2 separate regions of the Sus scrofa genome follow, and region 2 is linked to region 1. A link is a contact called in public HiChIP or PLAC-seq data. All regions are on one chromosome and are shown on one strand. The core of a region is the stretch at or near the end of the contact, and the rest is flanking DNA. Distances in the headings are between cores, read along the strand shown.

The links. HiChIP or PLAC-seq counts read pairs in DNA pulled down with a chosen protein or histone mark.
Region 2: a contact with region 1 is called in an H3K27ac HiChIP or PLAC-seq map of skeletal muscle. The contact joins the promoter of LRIG1 here to the enhancer-like site in region 1. A contact is called at or near these places in 1 of 5 promoter capture datasets (liver), 9 of 47 Hi-C or Micro-C datasets (brain, embryonic fibroblasts, heart right ventricle and 4 more) and 1 of 2 datasets of contacts at active chromatin or transcription factors (skeletal muscle).

The regions. Positions count from the first base shown.
Region 1 is chr13:47,956,081-47,961,053 of Sscrofa11.1, forward strand. All of the region lies in intron 3 of LRIG1 (leucine-rich repeats and immunoglobulin-like domains protein 1), which reads right to left. Among named protein-coding and RNA genes, the nearest start is that of LRIG1, 69 kb to the right of the region's middle. Within about 2 kb of position 2,246, at least 2 of the 83 cell types and tissues checked have an H3K27ac peak or open chromatin away from gene starts, as enhancers often do. A contact at or near this core is called in skeletal muscle, where this site is marked.
Region 2 is chr13:48,024,340-48,029,900 of Sscrofa11.1, forward strand. LRIG1 (leucine-rich repeats and immunoglobulin-like domains protein 1) reads right to left here and starts at 3,057. Exons shown (of 20, transcript XM_005669717.3): 1 at 2,198-3,057. The coding sequence starts at 2,424.

The DNA.
Region 1 (4,973 bases), core at 996-3,495:
ATCCAGACACCCGTTGATGAGCCAGGGATGGCAAAGCCAAGACAACTCCAGCCATTCACACAGTGGCCAACCGTCCCTCCCTCCCCAACCCCGCAGCAAGAGTCAGCTCAGCCCTACTGGTGTCTCCATCTCCAAACACACCCTTGCCCATGCCTGCCTGGCCATGAAACAAAAGAGGGAGGAGAAGTTCAATCAGGTAAGTTCCACCTGGACTCAAGTGACCTGAGTAAGCCCCAGAAGCCATGTCTGGTCGGCACCCCCAGGGAGAAGGGCTGTGGCATTTCACACTGGCAGGGACTTCTGAGGGCTGGCTGGGGACTCAGTTCTGTGACCACGGGGAGGTCACCTGCCCCATCTGGGCAGGGCAGAGCAGCACTGAGCTGAGTCAGGAGAGGGAAGGTCAGGAACCATGAGCTGCTCCACCTAATTGCCATCCACAGGGGGCACCTGGATCAGAAAACCAAGGCTTTCTCTCTTGTGGTCAAAATGGACACGACCACTCTTGGCTTTATCTTCCCCTAAATGAGTCAATCCTGCCTTTTCTCCCCCTTTCCTGGCAACCTACCACCTGCACACTGCACCACTTAGATGTGGTCCTGTCTACCTCTCAGATGAGGGGTCCGGCCTGGAAGCCGGCAGAGCACCCAGCTGTCAGAACCACAGACCCAGTGCCAGCAAGGAACCCATGGATGCAATGTGGCTCAACTGGACTTGCCCAATTTCTCTTCCTCAGTACAATTTTCAAGGCCCCTAGGTCCGTGCCTGTTTGGCTCTGCAGAGAGGGCCAGTGGCAAGCCTAACTGCAAGCTAGAGGCTCACATTCTCCCAGACTCAAGGGCTGCGCTACCGTCCCCAGCAAAGAAAGGTGGGAAAGATGGAGGGATGGCAGCCATCAGGAACCAGGCAGTCAGAGCACCTGTGAAGGCTGGGTCCTATCAAGGGGTATCCACCCAGCCCTTCCCAGAGGATGCGAAGACGCTGCAGTGGGGAGGTCCCCTTTAACTGACCAACAGAGAAAGCACCTCTATGACCAACAGAGAAAGCACCTCTCCCTAAGGTCCATAAAGGCTGGTCAGTGGCTGGTGGGGTGGTGGGAGCATAGGAGATCATCTAGGGATCTAAGACCAACAGGCTGGGTCATTAGTTCTTCCCAGGCCTGGTGTTTTTGCTTCACCTCCACCTCATCAAACAGGACTTGGGAGGGGAAAAAAAAAAAAAAAAACCCACAACCACCAAAGAGAAACAGCATGGAGGCCTCACTCAAGATTTCCAAAGGAGGAGTTCCCATGAGGTTTCAGGTTCGATCCCTGGCCTCGCTCAGTGGGTTAAGAAGCCGGTGTTGCCGTGAGCTGTGGTGTAGGTCACAGATGCGGCTTGAATCTGGTGTTTCTGTGGCTCTGGCATAGGCCGGAGGCTACAGGTCCAATTAGACCCCTAGCCTGGGAACCTCCATATGCCATGGGTATAGGCTTCAAAAGACAAAAAAAGACCAAAAAAAAAAAAAAAAAAAAAAATTCCAAAGGAAAGTACCTTTGTCCCTCTCAGGGCCAGGTTCCCCTTTCAGCCTCGGGCATCAAGCTGCCCAAAACTCACGTACTTGGAGACTGTCTGTGCGGCCTGCTAAAGCAAAAGATGGGATGACATGGGCAGGAAAAGGCAGGGAGAACTGTAACTTGGAGCTCTGGGACAGTGGGCTGATATGGGAATTTCCTACCTCTCTTTTACATCATCTTTTAATGTGCTCTTCAATTATGTAAATCAAATAAGTGATTATTTCACAAAGCAACTAAGAACAACCTTAGACACTAAACTTTGGGACCTGATCCTTAAAAATACAAACACTTGGCCCACCTGATAGTCCTGAGGTGGAGGGCCCTGGATGTGGACACAGCCAAGGGGCCCACGTGCAGAGCAGGGGCCTTTCCTGAAGGGGTGCTGGCAGGGCAGGGCAGGGCCCCAGGGCCACCCCTTAGAGTTCCTCCCCTCATTTATCAGGCACCCTTCACCCAAGCAGGAATGGTGTTAGTTCTACCCTCAAATCCCAGCCATCTCCAGGCCTGCTGTGGATGGAACCCTGGGGGCCTCTGCAGCTACCAGGAAACGGGTCCTATGCCCAAGTTAGCACCCTTGCCACTTGGCCACAGAGGAAACACACACTTTCTTCTCAGTAGACACAGTGCTGGACCAGGACTAACAAATCTAGTGTTTCATTCATGCTCACCAGGAACCAAGCTCTGGCTCAGCTCCTTGAATCCTCATGACAGCCCCAGAGGCGGATACTGTTACCATCCCCATTTTACAGACAGGGGTGATAAGGTGTAAGAAGGTGAACTGGCAGGAAGCAGCAGGGCCAGAGAGAAGCCCAGACACAAAGCCTCATCCCACACTCCTACTCGAATGTGGCACTGCCTCATGAACAGAAGTGGGCAGAGCCACCCCAAGGGAAGAAGGCTTCTCTGGACAGTATCCTGTGCCTCCCGCGTCTTCTCAGAATCTGCCAGAGCCACCCCCCAACACCCCCCTGCCTCCCCAGCCTCTGATTCAAATGGAGGAGAACCCAATGGCAGATGAGGGAAGGCATATCCTGCCATCGCCCACAGCTAATGGCCCTCGCCCTGCCCCTTCCCCACATACACGTGGGCCTCTGAGACCTTCGGCACAGTGCATCAGTGCACAGTTGCTGCAGGGTTCAGATCTCCCTTATTTATTTTTAAGATGGCTGGCATAGCCCCTAAATAGGTGAGTCAAAGTGGCTCTTCTATCCTCAGGCAGGAAGTATGACAAGACAAAACTGGGCACTTTTCAGGGAGCAGAAGAAATCTGTTCACCCACTGTGCTTCCCCACAGAAGGCACCTGCTCATCCAGTCTCAGAGAGCGTAAGACACTGGTCTGGGGTCACCCAGCTAAGAGGCACAGGAGCCCCTCTGACTCCAGGCTGTGTGGCTCTCCATGGCTAAAAGAACAGAGGACTATGGGTGCTGGGATGCTCCTGAAATTCCCTCCGCAAGGCCGGCCACTGGTACATTTCTGGGCTTCCAGAGCCAGCTTCCCGGCAGCTCTGCAGTTCCAGCAGCAGAGAAAGCTATTCAGCACTTGGTTGCAGTCTCCAGGACTGCCCCCCTGCCTCTGGGGAGTTATACCATTGCCGTGCCTTTAAAAATAAAACCAGGCTGGCTTCCTGCCCCATCTGGAAGACTTTTGATCTCCGGATCATATGATTTAGGATATCTCTTACCACGCAATTTCCCAAGCCCTCAGCACACAACCTGACTGCACTTGGGGAAGGTTAAGGATGTGTATGGGTGGGATTAAGGAGTAGACCCTTTAATGCAATCCTTCTTATCCACCCTGAGATAAGACCTGCTACAACATCAAAGTGGTACAGACTCCAGCACCTCTGAACCACAGCAAACCCTCATCTTTCCCATTCTGGGATCCTTCAGGAGCCAACACTTCCTCTGTTTTTTTGTTTTTTATTTTTTCTGGCTGCTCAGCGGCATACGGAGCTTCTGGCCAGGTATCAGATCCAAGCCCCAGTTGCGACCTATGTTACAGCTGTAGCAATACAGATCCTTTAACCCACTGTGCAGGGCCGGGGACTGAACTTGCCTCCTGGTGGTGCGGAGTTGCCCATTCCACAATGGGAACTCTGCTCCATTTCTTTCTTGAAACCACAAGCTTCAATTTTCTCCTTTGCTTTAAGTTTTAAAAAACAGATCACAGGCCTAAATTGTCAAATGTAAACTAAACACTTTTAAGAAAAAACACAGGAGAAATCTACTTTTGAGATCTAAAGGTAGGCCAAAGTTTTAGATGTGATATTAAAAGCACAATCCATAAAAGGAAAAACTAATATACTAGACTTATACCCAAACTGAAAACATTTGCTCTAGGAAAGATTCTGTTTAAGATGCAAAGGCAAGCTACAGACTGGGAGAAAATATTTTCACACCACATATCCAACAAAGAACTAGTAACTAGAATATATAAAGAACTCTCAGGGAGTTCCCTTTGTGGCTCAGTGGTTAACAAACCTGACTAGGTTTCATGAGGATGCATGTTTGATCCCTGGCCTCACTCGGTGGGTTAAGGATCCGTATTGCCGTGAGCTCTGGTGTAGGTTGCAGACATGGCTCAGATATGGCGTTGCTGTGGCTGTGGCGCAGGCCGGCAGCTGTAGCTCTGATTGGACCCCTAGCCTGGGAAAGTCCATATGCCACAGGTGTGGCCCTAAAAAGCAAAAAAAAAAAGAGAACTCTCAAAACTCAACAGCAACTCCACCCACCCCCCACAAACAACCCAGTTAGAAAAGAGACAAAAGACATGAACAGATGTTGCTCCAAAAAGAATATACAGATGAGAAGTAAGCACATGAAATAATGTTCAACATCATTAGCCATTAGGGCAATGCAAATTAAAACCGCCATAAAAAAATCAATATGCACCAACTGAATGGCTAAAATAAAAGCATACTGACAATACCTAATGCTGGCCATGATGTGGAGAACCAGATCATTCCCCCATTGCTGGGAGGAGTACAGGCACTCAGATAAGGTATGGCACTTTCTTAACAAAATCAAACAAATAACTACCATATGATGCAGCAATTACCCTCTAGGGCATTTCTCCCAGAGAAATGAAAATTTATGTTCGTACAAAGATGTTCACAGTGGCTTTACTCCTAAGAGCCAAGAGGCAAGTGGTTGACCAAAGTGTGTTCCACCCACATGATGCATACTACTCAGCAGAAAAAAAAAAGTGAACTACTGATACACACAACCATCTAGATGCATCTCCAGAGAACGATGCTGAATGAAAACAAGCCAATCCCAAAGGGTTAGATGCTATGACTCCACTTATATAACATTCCTTAAATAACAAATTATATACATATGAAGGACATACTAGAGACTACCAAGGGTGTGGGTATGAAAAGGTAACACAAGGGATCCTTGTGGAGATGGAAACATTC
Region 2 (5,561 bases), core at 1,807-4,306, 69 kb after region 1:
TCACAAGTATTTGTCAAAGGATACACATTTCTGTACTGAAATATCTTACAGCTATCCACACACAAACTAGAAGCCATACTACTCACATCTTAAAATATTATCAGTTAACACCATAATCAGTATAATCAAGTCTAGTGAAGCTTAAAATAGCCAGTTTGGTATTTACTGATCATCCAATGTGTGAGGAAAAGAGAAAAGACCGCAATTTTAAAGGTATTTATGACTTGTGAAATGTCACTCCTTAGGCAACAGAAAGCCCCCAAAACAAGCAGTAGTTTTGTTCCAAAAATTAAAGGGCAAGGCAAAGTGGATCTTGTGACCATAGCAAAGTGCAAACAAGAGGACACTGTGTCCTCTCCAGGAAGCCACCACTTCTGAACGAAATACCTTCCCCACAACGCCACTGACACATGGCATTAGGAGTCACTCTTCCAAGAGGTGAACACTTAAGAAATTACCCTGATTCTGCTCACGTGATTTTACTTTTTTAAAAACTCCTTTAAGAGTATGTAAGGGAAAAATCACAATACCCCAGACCACCCCAACTAAATAAAACAGTACCTAACAGCAATGCTGGGCTCTACCTCCCACTGCTTTACACTTTGACCACTGGTTGTCCCTAAGTCAGGGAATGCCAAAGGAGCAGCAGTACACTGAAGAGAAATCCCACCCCTCAGTCAAGGGTCTAGTTTCAGAACTCTGTAGGACTGGATCACTGGTCCAAGTTAACGCTCTTTGCCCCACTCTCACAGGTACAGGGTCTACACATTAAAAAGGAATTAACTTCCCTCTCTCCCCTCCCAGCAGCCAGATTCCCAGACACATGTTCTTAGATCAAGCCACAGGTGTTGGTTCAAACTTGTGTCACCAGTTTTCTCTCTTTTTTGAATGCTGAATGCCATGACAGAGGTTACTACTGTGCCTCTTCTATGTCCTAGGAAAGAGGTTCAATTATTCAACTGAAAAGCAGACTGTTCAAACTAGGCCTCTTCTGCAAGGTACTAACAGTTCTGCAGAGATGCTAATTACTGATAACCGGACAGGATTCTGACTCCTGGACCAGATTTGTTAGAAATTGTAAAAGGCTATATTATTCTCCCTTGTTTACAGAAATTTAACGTATTTTTTTCCTGCTGAAACTCCCGTAAGAAGTGTCCCACTAAGTCTACATAGGCCAAAATCCTGACATCAGAGAAGAGCTAGGTTAATCTCACTCTGTCAACCCAGTCTCTGGCACCCTCTCCAGAAGGAGCACTACTCCAAAACTAATTTGCACCATTTATAGAGAAGAAATGCTAGAGGGTGGACCCCACTCCACTCCACTACATCTCAAGCCCAAATGGTCCCCTAGAGAACAGACAGGAAGGGTCTGGGACACAGTTCCCTCAAATGCCAACCAGGCGGAAAAGGACAAACTTCCAGCAGTTACCGACCCCCAGAACATTCAGAGCCCCCTAACTCGGGGATCCTCCAGGAAAACTGCCTTCTGCCAGGGGCCAGAGCCAAGTCAGGCCACCAAGGTCCTGGGGGATGATGAGGCGGCTACACACGCTCTCACTAATAAATAATGTAAATACAAGACTGGAGCCAAAAGTCACCTCCATTCATTATCCGCTGTAAGGCCAAGCAGCTCACACACCAGAGAGTTGAGTTACGGGAGAGGAAAAAAGAAACACCCCCAGACACACTTCCTCACACTCTCCCCGCCAGATGTTTCCCACTCTCCACCCACACACATTCCCCTTACCTCCACAGTCTTCACTCACATTCTCTTACTTACCACCTCCCAGATCGCCCTCACGAGAGCCATGCTCGCTCACCTCCAGACCCCCACGACACTTCTCTTCCCTCCAGAACCTCAAGACCCACATCCACTCTCCCTAAGACCCCTTGACCCACGCTCGATCAGATCCTTCCCAACGAGGTACACTTTCCTCCTCCACACCTCCAAAACTCCGACTCGCGCAGCACCAGACCCTAGCGAAACGCACACTTTCCCCATCCAGACAAGTTCTCACGCACGCCCTCTCCCCTCTGGACCCCCGAAGGGGAGCTCACGCTAACATTTTCCAGCTCATTCAACTTCACACACAAGCAACTCAACCCGCAACTCCTCTCCCGGGGGAACAACCCCGCCGCCCCGTCCCAAGTGACAGCGCCCGGGGGGCGCGGGGAGGGCGGAAAGGGCGGTACTCACAGGCTCCGCGTCCAGGCGGGCAGGTCTCCTGGCAGCGCTGCCAGCCCCCGCCCGCCGCAGTCCAGCGAGTCCCCAGCGCAAGCGCAGGCGGCAGTGCAGGGCGCCCGCGGGCCGGCCGCAGCCGATGCGGGCTCCAGCCCGAGAAGCAGCAGCAGCAGAAGCAGCCGGAGAAGAGGACAAGGCGAACTGCGCGGGGCCCCGAGCGCTCCCCGGACCGGCCGCGCCATCTTGTCTGGAGCGCGCTGAGAACTCCGGGCGCGGGGGCTGCGAGGTCTGGGGCGACCGCAAGCACTGGCGGGCCTGAGGGGACTCTGCTCGGCACTACGCTCCGCGCCGGGGCATGGCGGCCGGCACAAGTTCACTCCGCAGCGGCGGCGACTCCGGCACTCAGCGGGCCCCCAGTGCCCGGGCCGCTCCGAAACGCCCGGAGGGGACAGAGAACCCCGCGCCCATCCGGGCTGACCCGCCCGTGCTCGTTGTGAACCTCAATGATCCGGGCAAGGGGTTCGGCCGGCACTCCTCGTCCTCCCGCCGCGCTTCTGTCCAGGCTCCGGGGTCCCCGCACACGCCAAGTGCCGCCGCCGCCCCTGCAAGGAAGGCGCTCAGGCTCACAACCGGAGCTCTGCGCCCGTAGGCATCTTCCTTGCGGCTTCGAGCGCCTGGCTGCAGACCCCTGACTGGACGGCACGTCCACCCCCACACTGCTCCAAGGGCCCCGTGCGCCTAGCTGTCCCAGCGCCGAAGGCAAAGGGAGCGCGCGCAGTTCCGGGCTCGGCACGGCACCTCCGCGCAACGAGAACCCTGCAGACCTCGCGGCCGAACAATCAGCCGCTCGCCGTTCGCCTCCCCGCGGCCCAACCCCGGCCGGTCCCAGAGGCCCCGCCCCCGGCCTCTCGCCCTCACACACCCCCTGGGCTCCAAGCCCCACGGCCTCCTGCCGGCCCACGTTGGACGCTTTGCAACAGTGCCCCGCCACGCCCCCCCGCCTGCTGCTTATTGGCTACCGAGGTTCACGGCAGACAGCCTGGACGCCCATTGGAGCGCTAGTCATGATCCCGCCCCTCTCGCTTATCCGGCCACCCCGCCCCACTCTCTTTTCCCACCCAAGGTGTGAAGGGCGGGGGACTGGGAGGAGAAAAGGAGAGACGTCCTCCGGTTCTTAAAGTGGACGTGCTCACTGAGGGTGGAGAAAGGGGATGCGCGCGGAGGGGAGGAGGAGTAAAGATCTGCTCTCTAGGTCTAGGGAAGGAGAGAAAAAATGGTAATGAGAATAACGCCCCCGCTTTGAAAAGGCCTAGCCCCAAAGATTTTTCCCTCCTGCCCAGATTGCTAACAGAACCAGTGATTTAGAACAAGTCTACACCCATTTTCCAGATGCCCTCTAGGAGCAAATATGTAAATAAAAATTCACAAATTTCATACTTATGGGGGCATCTTTAGTTATTTTGTTAGGAATGGCCGCCTTCCTCTCTCACAACCTGGAACTCCTTTCGGCTCCTGACATGTTCTTGATCTCTTAAATCCAGCAGTATGTCCTTGATTACCAAATGAATGTCTACCGCCTGTAGAAAACCGAGTCTCCAAGGTGCTCTTACCCCCTCCTCAATCTCTGCCCTGGTAAGTTGAAGAGTACTCCTGCTAACACTCCAGGCTTTGATAAAGGGATTTCTTTGTTTAAATCCGAGCATTTTAAAGCCACTTTTCAAGAAGCAATACATCGAAACAGAGTAAAAAGAGAAATAATAATTGTCACAAAGCTACCGACTTTGGCTCCTCCAGGTCAGAACATAGTAGCCATGTGTTAGGGTACTGCACTGAAACAGTAAGACAGGCGCGCGCACGAGCACGCACACACACACACTCACAGAGTGAACAAGTTAAAAGATTAGCATAGTAAGAAATGGCTGCTCCTCTCCGCGTTTTGGTTTGCTGATGTCTCTTGTCCCTTCCCAAAAGTCTGTACTGTGAGTTTCTAACAGAACAGGACACACTGTCAGGAAAGCAAAGCAAGTCAAATCTGTTCAAAAACATTTGCTCCAGTAAATGAAATCTTACCTCTCCGTGTTAACGGAAACAGGGGAGAAAATATTTCCCAGAAAGAAAAAAAAATTAAGGGTTTTGTCCCATTTTTGACACATTCTAAGGGGTTGCTTTAATTGAGATGTTAAGCTTTTCCACAGTTAGGCACCGCTCTTCTTAATCAAAATTGGGTTTGGGCTTGGTAATGGTGCGGTTCCTTTCTTTTTATTCCCTCCTTTCTCTCTTTATCCTCCTCCCCCTTCTTCTGATTCCTTATGCTATCAGATACTGATACCTCGTTTTTTCCTTCCTTACTTTCTTTCTTCCTCTCTTTGCATGATCTCAACAGTGAGTACCAAAGCAATGCTCAAATATGTTTGTAAATCAATTCAAATATGATTCCCAAGAAGCATTATCAGAAAAAGGTGGCAGCTGACCCATTCTGCTTATGCCTTTAACTAGCTTTTAGATTTCATTTGTAATCCACATTAAACCTAACACCTTCCACTTGGGCAAGAAGATATATCTCTATTTGTTGCAATGCCTTTCCATAAAACAAAAATAAGCCGAGGGATGGAATTTTAAGGATCCCAATGCGATGTAGTCCTCTAAGTCAAGATTTCTTAAATTTTTTGTTTAATGCAGCATAACCGGGAGCATTTCCTTAAGGGAAACTGTCAGATCTGCCTTGCCCCATCCCCACCTCAAATAAAACAGCATAGGGCAGCAGAAACAAATTGACTTCATTGAACTCCTTGAGATGCTGACCTAAATCATCGACAGGTTTGTTCCATTGCTGGTATTGTAAATATCAGATATTTATGCTTAGGAGTTCCATTGTGGCTCAGCAGTAATAAATCTGACTAGTATCCATGAGGATGAGTGTTCTATACCTGGCCCCACTCAGTAAGTGAAGGATCCAGTGTTGCCTTGAGCTGTGGCATAGGTCACAGCTGCCACTCAGATTCCTCAAATGCTGTGTTGCTGTGGTGTGGCTGTGGTGTAGGCCAGCAGTTGCAACTCCGATTTGACCCCTAGCCTGGGAACTTCCACATGCTGTGGGTGCAGCCCTAAAAAGACCAAAAAAAGATTCTTATGGTCAAATATGTTTCCAGATGCTTAAGGCTGCACCTGTGAGATGCTTTCTTTCAGGATAGGAGGATAGGAGTTGAGAATCAGCCAGGTAAGGGCACGGTCACAAATCTGAAACAGCCCCTGTGGTCTGATTACCACTCAGCCAGAGAGAAAGATTCCAAAACCGAGGAACACTTGCGGGGACTGGGCGCCTGAGCCTTGGCAGTTCCCCTCGTCTACAGCAGAGCATGAAGTCATGTCTGCTCCCCAC